Linked DNA regions of Ovis aries: region 1 is linked to region 2. A link is a contact called in public Hi-C data. All regions are on one chromosome and are shown on one strand. Each heading gives the region's core, a stretch centred on a gene start, on an enhancer-like site or on the middle of the called end of the contact. The rest is flanking DNA. Distances are from core to core; before and after follow the strand shown. Region 1 has its middle 3.4 kb from the start of TRNAV-UAC. Region 2 overlaps SLX4IP (SLX4 interacting protein).

The links. Hi-C and Micro-C count contacts between places; a contact is called where the count stands out from the background.
Region 1: a contact with region 2 is called in a Hi-C map of tail adipose tissue, with 2.9 times the contacts expected there. The contact joins two enhancer-like sites. A contact is called at or near these places in 2 of 16 Hi-C or Micro-C datasets (skin fibroblasts and tail adipose tissue).

What each region holds. Positions count from the first base shown.
Region 1 is chr13:4,464,305-4,468,558 of ARS-UI_Ramb_v3.0, forward strand. No RefSeq gene overlaps it. Among named protein-coding and RNA genes, the nearest start is that of TRNAV-UAC, 3.4 kb to the right of the region's middle. Within about 2 kb of position 2,562, at least 4 of the 54 cell types and tissues checked have an H3K27ac peak or open chromatin away from gene starts, as enhancers often do. A contact at or near this core is called in tail adipose tissue, where this site is marked.
Region 2 is chr13:3,585,359-3,589,640 of ARS-UI_Ramb_v3.0, forward strand. All of the region lies in intron 2 of SLX4IP (SLX4 interacting protein), which reads left to right. Among named protein-coding and RNA genes, the nearest start is that of SLX4IP, 43 kb to the left of the region's middle. Within about 2 kb of position 2,118, at least 31 of the 54 cell types and tissues checked have an H3K27ac peak or open chromatin away from gene starts, as enhancers often do. A contact at or near this core is called in tail adipose tissue, where this site is marked.

The DNA of each region.
Region 1 (4,254 bases), core at 1,312-3,811, 880 kb after region 2:
GCCATGTGCAAGTTATGTTACAAGGGCTCGGGAGGAACATGAGATGAAGACATCTTGCTGTCATGAGTTTCCTGTAACTAGTGGGGATAAAGGTGTTTATTGTTCATCATGACACAGGACCCTATGAGTGGCGCCGGGAAAAGGGAGAGACGCAGAGGCGGAGAGATGGATCAGAGTCAGCAGAAAACACCTCACCCCTGCAGGTAGCATCGAAGAGCTATTAACCAACAGCTCAGCCCATTGTTCGACGTGTCCTTGCTTTCCTGAGCCAGCTCTCTACAAACCCTCCCTGATCTGTCACCTGGGGAAGGGTAAAGAGAAGGGTGTTGCAGTACCCTTGCCCTCATGGGCAACAGGAGACGGGAGCTGGCGGACCTGGCCTGCGACCCCCCTGACAGGCGCATCCCTCACACGGCGGCCTAATGTGGCCTGGTATGCTTTGAAGGCCTCACATGGCGGTGGTCTTGACATGTCTTTCAGTGGACACTGATTTTTATCACCAATCCATAACAAACTGTTCTGCCGACAGAAGGAAAAGTGGGGGGTAGGGGAGAGGTGTAGGTAGCTGAGAGCCGTCTGCCTTTAGAAAACGTTTAGAAAGATCCATATAAGCAGCCTTCAGGGCCTCCTCTGGCTGCCGGGCTGCTGCATGGGCACTGCCCCATGTGGCCAACAGCGGACTGAAACCAGGAGTCCCACTTCTGAGCTTCTAGTTACTAAAGAAAGTTTGCACAGATGCAAAACAAACTGGTCATGCTCAACATTTATATCAGTGTGTTCACGTATAAGCCATTGTCAAAGCTCCTGGAGTGGAATACCTTAGATCTGTGCATCTCACCTCATGTAGATTCTATCTCAATACAAACACATACGTTAATTAAGTAGCCTCGCTGGGTTTGGAGGGCCAGGGACTAGGGGTTAGAGGAGACATGCTTTGCCTGCCATTGATAACTGTTAGAACTGAATGATGGTGAGTTCACAAGGGTCCTTTGACCATTCTTTCTTTAAAACAAAAAGGCAAGGAGGTGGTTAAGTCAGAAGACTGGTGGTTTACCTTTCCAGAGGAAGGAGGGGGCAAGCTCAGAGGTGGGACGGGGAGCTGGCGTGTCTGTTTCTTAACCTTGGGGGTGGTTCCACAGGGGTTCGCCACTAAGCCACCTGGGAAGCACCTTCAATCTTTTCAGCATTTATAAGTTAAATTTTGTTTGATTCTCTTTCTCTCCTCCGCACTGGGATGTGAGCTGCACAAAAGCAGGGGTTTGTGTCAGTCTTGCTCTCTGTCCCTAAAACAGTGCCTGGTGCTAGGAGGTGCTCATTAAATATTTGCTGAATTAATTGAATCACTAAAAGGGCAGAGGTGAGAGTAGGAATTGGTATTACAAAGTCAGTCTTTGGTATAATAAATTCATTGCTTACAAATGGTCTTGTAGCTAAAAAAAAATCTATTTTACCTTATTCCATAATGTTTTCTACTGTTTATTTTGTAAATTGCAAGTAGAATACATTTTGAATGTTATGAATTTTGGAGCCTGACCCAGGATCCTTGTTTGTACCATGGATTTAATCAGAACTCATGTTCTGAATTCCAAACACCAGCGTGCAAACTAGCCTTTGAAATATGACTTAATGTATTAGAGCTGTACCTTGAGTCACCCCCAGGTCAAGCTGTGTATTCCATGGACACTCCCCAGATTTCTTTCACTGCAATCAGCTAAAGGACACATTTTTCAGCTGATATCCTGCTCTTGTTATGAAGGGAATTGATTCTAATTGCCAGTTTCCTGCATTTTTCTTAAACATTTAGCCTTTGAAAAAAAAAGCGCGATGAAAATTCCACACGTTACTAGGATTACTTCATAAACAGAGCAGTCTTGACTTTGGAATTCCCCCCAGACTCTGAACTGAGCTTCCCCATCCAGAAAACCTGAATTCATTCTGAAATGGGAGGAAACTAGGGCAAAATGTTATCTGGAGCTATGACATTTGGCTTCCAGAGAACACACAAAATGGACACACATCAAATGTCAGGCAAGCTGATAACGGACAGGAAGTACCTCTGTCAACACAGTGAGCTTGACCTTTGCTGGCAGTAAAATCCTGGATGCAATGCTTCTGCTCTGAAACAGTCTCCCAGGGAGCAAGCAAAGCCTGGCCTGCAGGTAAGGATGCAGGCCCCTGGTACTTGAGGATTGCAGAACAGCCCACAGATCATCAGACTGAAGTTTGGCCAACAGGGAGGGCCCTGTGTTTTTATCTGTTGTTGGGAGATGAACAAGACAGAAAAATTGACCCTGGTTCCATGTCTTCCCTGGCTCCATTATCAGGAAAACAGGACAATATAATACAGAAATAAAATACAGGAACTTCCTCTTTGCCATCATTTTGAATCGGTCCTGGCACAAATTTGCACTGACATCAGCTCCCAACGGGTCCAATATGAAATTTATCTTCTTGAAAATGTGACCCTTGGCTGCCAGTAGACCAAAAATGTAGCCAGCAATGGGGCAAATAAAGATAAAGAAGTTTGTGCAGGACAAATGCTGCATTTCCTACACACAGCTTTATAACTCTCCTGTCCCAAGAATGAACAGAAAACAAATGGATAGAGTCAGCCATCAGGAACCTCTGCTGTGTTATTTGCCCACTGCTCAGGGTGATAAAGTAGATAATCTCCTAGGCAGGATTGGAAAAGGATGACTAATTGATATCACTATGAATAAACAGCATGTGATACTTACAAGGCAGGCAGGCTGGACTGTTCTAAAATATTCTGTGCAATTCACTAGACATTTGCCCTGAAGACCTCATTTTGTTTTCGCGCATAGTCCTCCTTGTTTTTAAGGTTCAGGAAATGACTGTGTGCGCCCACATTATGTGCGTATGTGTGTGTGTGTGAATGATTTAAGATTTTTTAAGTGTCAGACATGCTGTTTTGCTTAGCCATTCTTTGAAAACCCAAGTTCAATTTTAATTAAATCACATATGTTTTGAACTCAACATGTATGCCTATTTTCCTTTGACTATCTTTAGGTTATGGTTTAATAACTTTGGTCTTATTTTGCCCTGCTGCATATTTTGATTTTTCTCTATTAACGTCTTGCATTTATACAGCTGTTTTCAAAGCAGCTGTGAAATATTTTTAAAATTTCTACCCAAGGGGAAGAAGCAGGGAATATGTAATATTGCAAAAGAAGGAAAAAAAAAAAGATAAACATTCTTCTATGGGGTTCAGTCAATGTATTTCACATCTACCAGGAAATCAGCTAAGCTAAGTAAACATAGACATTTTATATGGCAAGAACAAAGTAATAGCCTTTTTACTTCAATAAATCACTGTCACAATTGTCCTAAAACAGTTTGTTTTTGAGGACTAGACTTTTTGGGAAATTCTCTTTCCCAAAATATCCCCTTTATCTGGTTCTTCCTGATATCAGAAATTCCACCGTTTAAGAGGCTGCAATAAAGCCACGTGGTACAAATATCTCTGCAAAAGGAGGGGCCCCCGAAATATTTACACTTCAGGGTGAGGTGTTTCATCAAATGTGATAACTAACTGGGGTGTGTTTTTCTCCTGAAGCCACTGATTTCTAAGAGGGAAGGGTGTCAAGATAGTGGTGGGAAGTTCTGACAGCGTGCGTTGGAAGGTGTTAAAGACGAGAGTCAACAATCCTCTTAACACGCTGAGGGGTTTGTTTTAGTCTGTGAACCTGTGCAGTTAAACATCTGCACGAGAGTCTCAGAAGGAACGTTTGGGCATACAAGAGCGGTGCAATGTGGCAGCTTTTCCCAACTCTCCTAGCTTCCTCTTCATCCCAGCATCTCTGAAGTCAAACTCTGTTTACTCGAAAGCTGTTCCTGATGAAATTGTCCTGGGCATATAAGCAAGGCAGAGACAGAAGAAAGTTCGAGAATTGCCATTCAAGCTTATCCATTTGCCGGTCGTTAAAATAATCTGAGCTCCAAAAGAACATTGCTTCCCCAGAGTTGGCAAAATGTTCCCCAGCTCTGCACCTCTGAAAGGAAAGAAAGGGTTATGTAGGAGTCATTTCTAGGGGGGACCTCTGTCTCTTCCATGTGTTACTGACCAGGGTTCTTGGCCTCCCTGTACTGTGCTGTGCTTAGTTGCTCAGTCATTTCTGACTCTTCATGACCCTGTGGACTGTGGCCTGCTAGATTCCTCTGTCCATGGGGATTCTCCAGGCAAGAATACTAGAATGGGTTACTATGCCCTCCTGCAGGGGATCTTCCCAACTC
Region 2 (4,282 bases), core at 868-3,367:
AGCTTGAAGTTTTAAAGACATGCAAGATCCCTATGAGTTTGCCTGGTGGAGGATGACACACACACCAAGTTGGCTGCTCTTCCTTCCCCACCGCACAGTAACTTGTTCTGTTTCATTGCTCCTGGTGGGAACTCATTGTGTGCTGAGTACTTGATAGATCTGGAATAAAATTCATAGACGTTTACCAGCTATCACCCAGTTAAATTCTGCCTCAGGCTTAAAGCTTTCAAGGACCATCACTTTCCAGTGAGAGCCTTTGTTCTGCGTGTTGATGACTTTGAAACCAAGTTCTTGTTGGATCTGAAATGAAACTTCCAAGTGTTATCTCTGCCTCTGGCCAGACACCCAGTTTTCTGGGCTTTATTTCCCCCATTCCTTTCCACGTGTGTCAGCGCATCTTTTTTTTTGGGCGGGGGTGGGGGGCGGTGATTAGACAGTGTTTAAATACAATCCTGGCTTCTCAAACCCTCTTTTCAGTTTCAACTTTCCACCTGCCTGCTGAAGTCTATGCCTAAATTGATCCCTGAAACTGCACACTAAAAATTCAGTTTATCCTGTTTTCTTCTAAATTGGCTTTTGCTTTGGATGTCCCTGGACTTACCAGCCTATGCTGTCTCCTTGTCCTTCCCTCACCGTTGTGTGTAATGCATCCATCCTCAACAAAGTGTCCTGGACTTGCTGCTTCTCTCTCCTTTTCTTATAATTCAGCCTTTGTCATCCTTGCTGTTTCTATTTCTGCACTGGTCTCAGCATGACCTCCATGCCTTTCTTGTGCTGCCATTCCAGTGCCTCTAGAGAAGTGCCAGGGTAATGTTTTCTTAACACCATTTTTACCATGTTATTTCCTTGCCTAAGCGATCAGAAGTAATTCTGTTAAATGAGATCTAATCTAAACTTGCCAGCTGACTTCAAGGCACTCTGATAACTCTTTTCCCCTTCCTCTTTAACTCTGACCTATATTTTCATCTTGAAACTTGGGAACGTGTCCGCCTGTTTCTATGAAACTGATGAATTTGCATTTCCTGCAGAGATCTGGCCTGTGGTTTTCTCTCTTCCTGTGCCCTCTCACCTTTTCTTGCATAGTCTGTACGCATCAACTTTTCCCAGGCTTGACCAAAGGCTTGCTTTTATTTTCACACAAGATCTAAACTTTTCCTGCATTGATTACCCTCTCACGTTGTTCCTTTGACTGTGCGCAGGTACACACTGCCGTGTGTTATATACACACCCTCTCACAGCATATTGCTCTTAGCAACATTTCCCAAGATGAAGGACCTGTGCTGTGCTTCTTGTGTATCTGCCTTGAGTAATTTGGAACCTTTCTGAGGCGCCCAGTATCCCTCATTTTCCTTATTACAAAAATGAGAAATTTCTTTCCTCATGTCTTACGGAGAACAGGGAAGTCACTCAAGCTTAGAGTTATTTCATACTGGTCTTTTTTCAGTCCCAGACAGGAAATGTTATAATCTCCAATTTGTGGTTTATTTCTTTTCTTTCAAAAAAAATTCATCTCAACCTGTTTCTCCTTTTAGGAGTTCCACTTTGAAAATATTTTAAGTGATTCTTTTGAAAATAGCCTTTGTTAATAGCCAAAATGACGTTGTATAGAGTTTGCTTCTATGAGGCCTTTAGGAAAGTAAATTGTTTCAGTATAGTGATGTTAATTCTTTGGACATCATTTTGTTTTATTTTAATTAGGACCTTACTGTTAGACTGTGTAGACTATGGTACTTGAATTTTTTTCCAACATGCATACAAACACATGTATATTATTAACTTATGCTAGTGTAAAAAAAAAATCTTAGTAGAAAAGCAGATTCAGGATCTCTCACAGATACAAGAGCTCATTCTGTCCCTTGAATTCTCCCTGAGGGCTGTAGAGGGCATCATTGTTCCACGAGCAGCTCAGCAGACATGGCGATCCAAGAAACCACAGCAGCCCAAGTGCTTCTAAAATTGCTGGCCCGTTCCTACAGGATCGTGACATCCTAAATGCCGATGTTTGTTAGCCTGGGAGTTATGTGTTTACCCCCACCGATAGCCTGCTAGCCCGTGGATGTGTAGATCGCTGTCTCATAGACCTCCTGACCAGGAAACACAACCGTTAACCACAGCAGTAGGAAGCAGTCAATCCAAACTATCCCCAGAGGCCGCGGAGAAAGCCTTCTCAGTGACGCAAGACTGCCTCTGGCGTGCCGCCCTTCCAGGTTCTGGAAGCGGAGCGAGGGGCTGAGGGTGAGCGTCCCTTTGGTCCTTGGAAGGCTTTGGGACCCCAGCCCAACCCTGGTCCTGGCAGTAAAGACTGGAAGGATTCGGCTGGGGCAAAGTCCTTGGAGTCACAGTGTTATTATAGTACTGTAGTTCCTACTCACCTTTCCTTATTGTTATTGTGACTGTGAACTTTGGAGATGCGAAGTTGAAGAAGTGAGCTGAGGGGTGGGGACTCACAGAGGGTCGTTGCCTTCCAGAACCCCTGGGAATGGAGATGACACTTCCCTGAATGGCCCACGTGTGCAGCAGTCCAGTCATTAGCCAAATGATGTAAAGATACACAGTGTCCATCTATTTTTAGTGTCCTTTTCAGGGCTCCTCTGGTTGTGACCTCTTGGAATACCCATGATTAGGTAATATAGGAAACTAGGCCACTGGATACGTCCCTTTTTTGCATGTGAGCAGCATGTGACAATAACATTCTGATTTTCGGACTACGAGAAACACCAAAGAAAGAATGAGTTTGTAATAGTCACTCTACACAGCAATAGGCACATGCTGTGTTTTGCGAGTGTGATCTGAGGTAAGGCAGAGTGTTACGCCATTTGTTTCACAGAGATTTGGTGTCATAGAGGTTCTGGCAAGGCCTGTGCCGAATAGGACATCCTAGTTATCATGACCTGAAAAAGGCACTGTCTCTTATGGGTCAGTATTGAGATCGTGTCTTATAAATTTCTGTGATTCTTTGTATCCTTTTCATGTGACTCTAGGTTCTTTTACAGTACTTCTTGAAATTTAGATCCTCAGATTTTTGAGGAAGGTATCCTAGAAGATGAAATTAGCCTCAGACTTTTGATCAGGGTTCCTGATATCATGTCATGACCTCACTTGTGAAACGTGGATGACTGGCTGAATTGTGTTTACCCCTCTGAGCATCCATTTCTTCAGCTGTGTGATAGTGCTGTTATTCCTGTCTGTTTAACAGAGTTTCTTATGGGTGTCAAAGTAATAATTAAAGACAGTGCTGTCAGAGTGTTTGGGAAAAGAACACTTTAGGCGGTGATTATCTTACAGTGACATTCTGTACAGTGTTAGAGGGACTTGGCCTGGGTGTCTTACTTGTTCTTGCTCTCATAATTCTTTGGGGTGAGGACTAGTCTAATTCTTTTCATATGTGAGGTGTCAGTTAGCAGATCTTCCTTTATCCCTAGTGTGCAAGGCCCTGGGTTAGGCACTAGAGACACAGACAAGGGTGATGATGGCCTGCTCCACTCCTCAAGGTGGTTTGTCATGAGAAAATGTGTCCCAGTTTAAACAGCAGCAGGTTAGGTGACGCAGACTCCGCCCTGCAGAGCTGAGTTGTGAGCGAATGAGTGCGGTGATTTTGTTCCGGTCTCTCTCTTTATGGGATGTTGTGGCAAAACCACAGGTCACTCAGGTTTTGGGGTGTGTCTTTTTGTGTCAGTTTCCCTGGTGGTGGGTAGCCAGGGCCAGAAACCAGAGGGCTTAGATTTAAATCCTTGTTGTTGGTTCTTGACTATGGGCAAGTCAGTTAACCTTTTGTTTCAGTTAGCCACAGCTGTGTAACCAAGCAGCCCCGAACTTTTCATAATTCCATGCGTCAGAAAATCTAGGTAGGCAGTCTCTCTGCTTTACATGGCATTGACTAGGTCACTCATTTGGAATGCATTCAGATACCCACTAGGCTGGAAAGCTCAAGAGGACTTCACGCCCGTGTTAGTTCCTTCTCCCCAGTGCCTTTCTCTTCCCAAGGTGTCTCGTCATTCAGTTGTTTAGCGTGAACTCCCTTACAGCAAGGCGCTGGCCCTCCAGAGGCCATGACGCTGGCAGCTGCTCGGCTTCCTAAGGGCTGCGCTGGAGCTGGCAGACTCTTCCTTCTGCCATTCTCTAGCCATATGCATGCGTGCGCAGTCAGATCCAACTTTCTGCAACCGCATAGACTGTATAAATAGCACTGTTCATGGAATTTTCCAGGCAAGAATACTGAGGTGGGTTGTCTTGCCCTCCTCCAGAGGATCTTGCCAACCCAGGGCTCAAACCTGTATTTCTT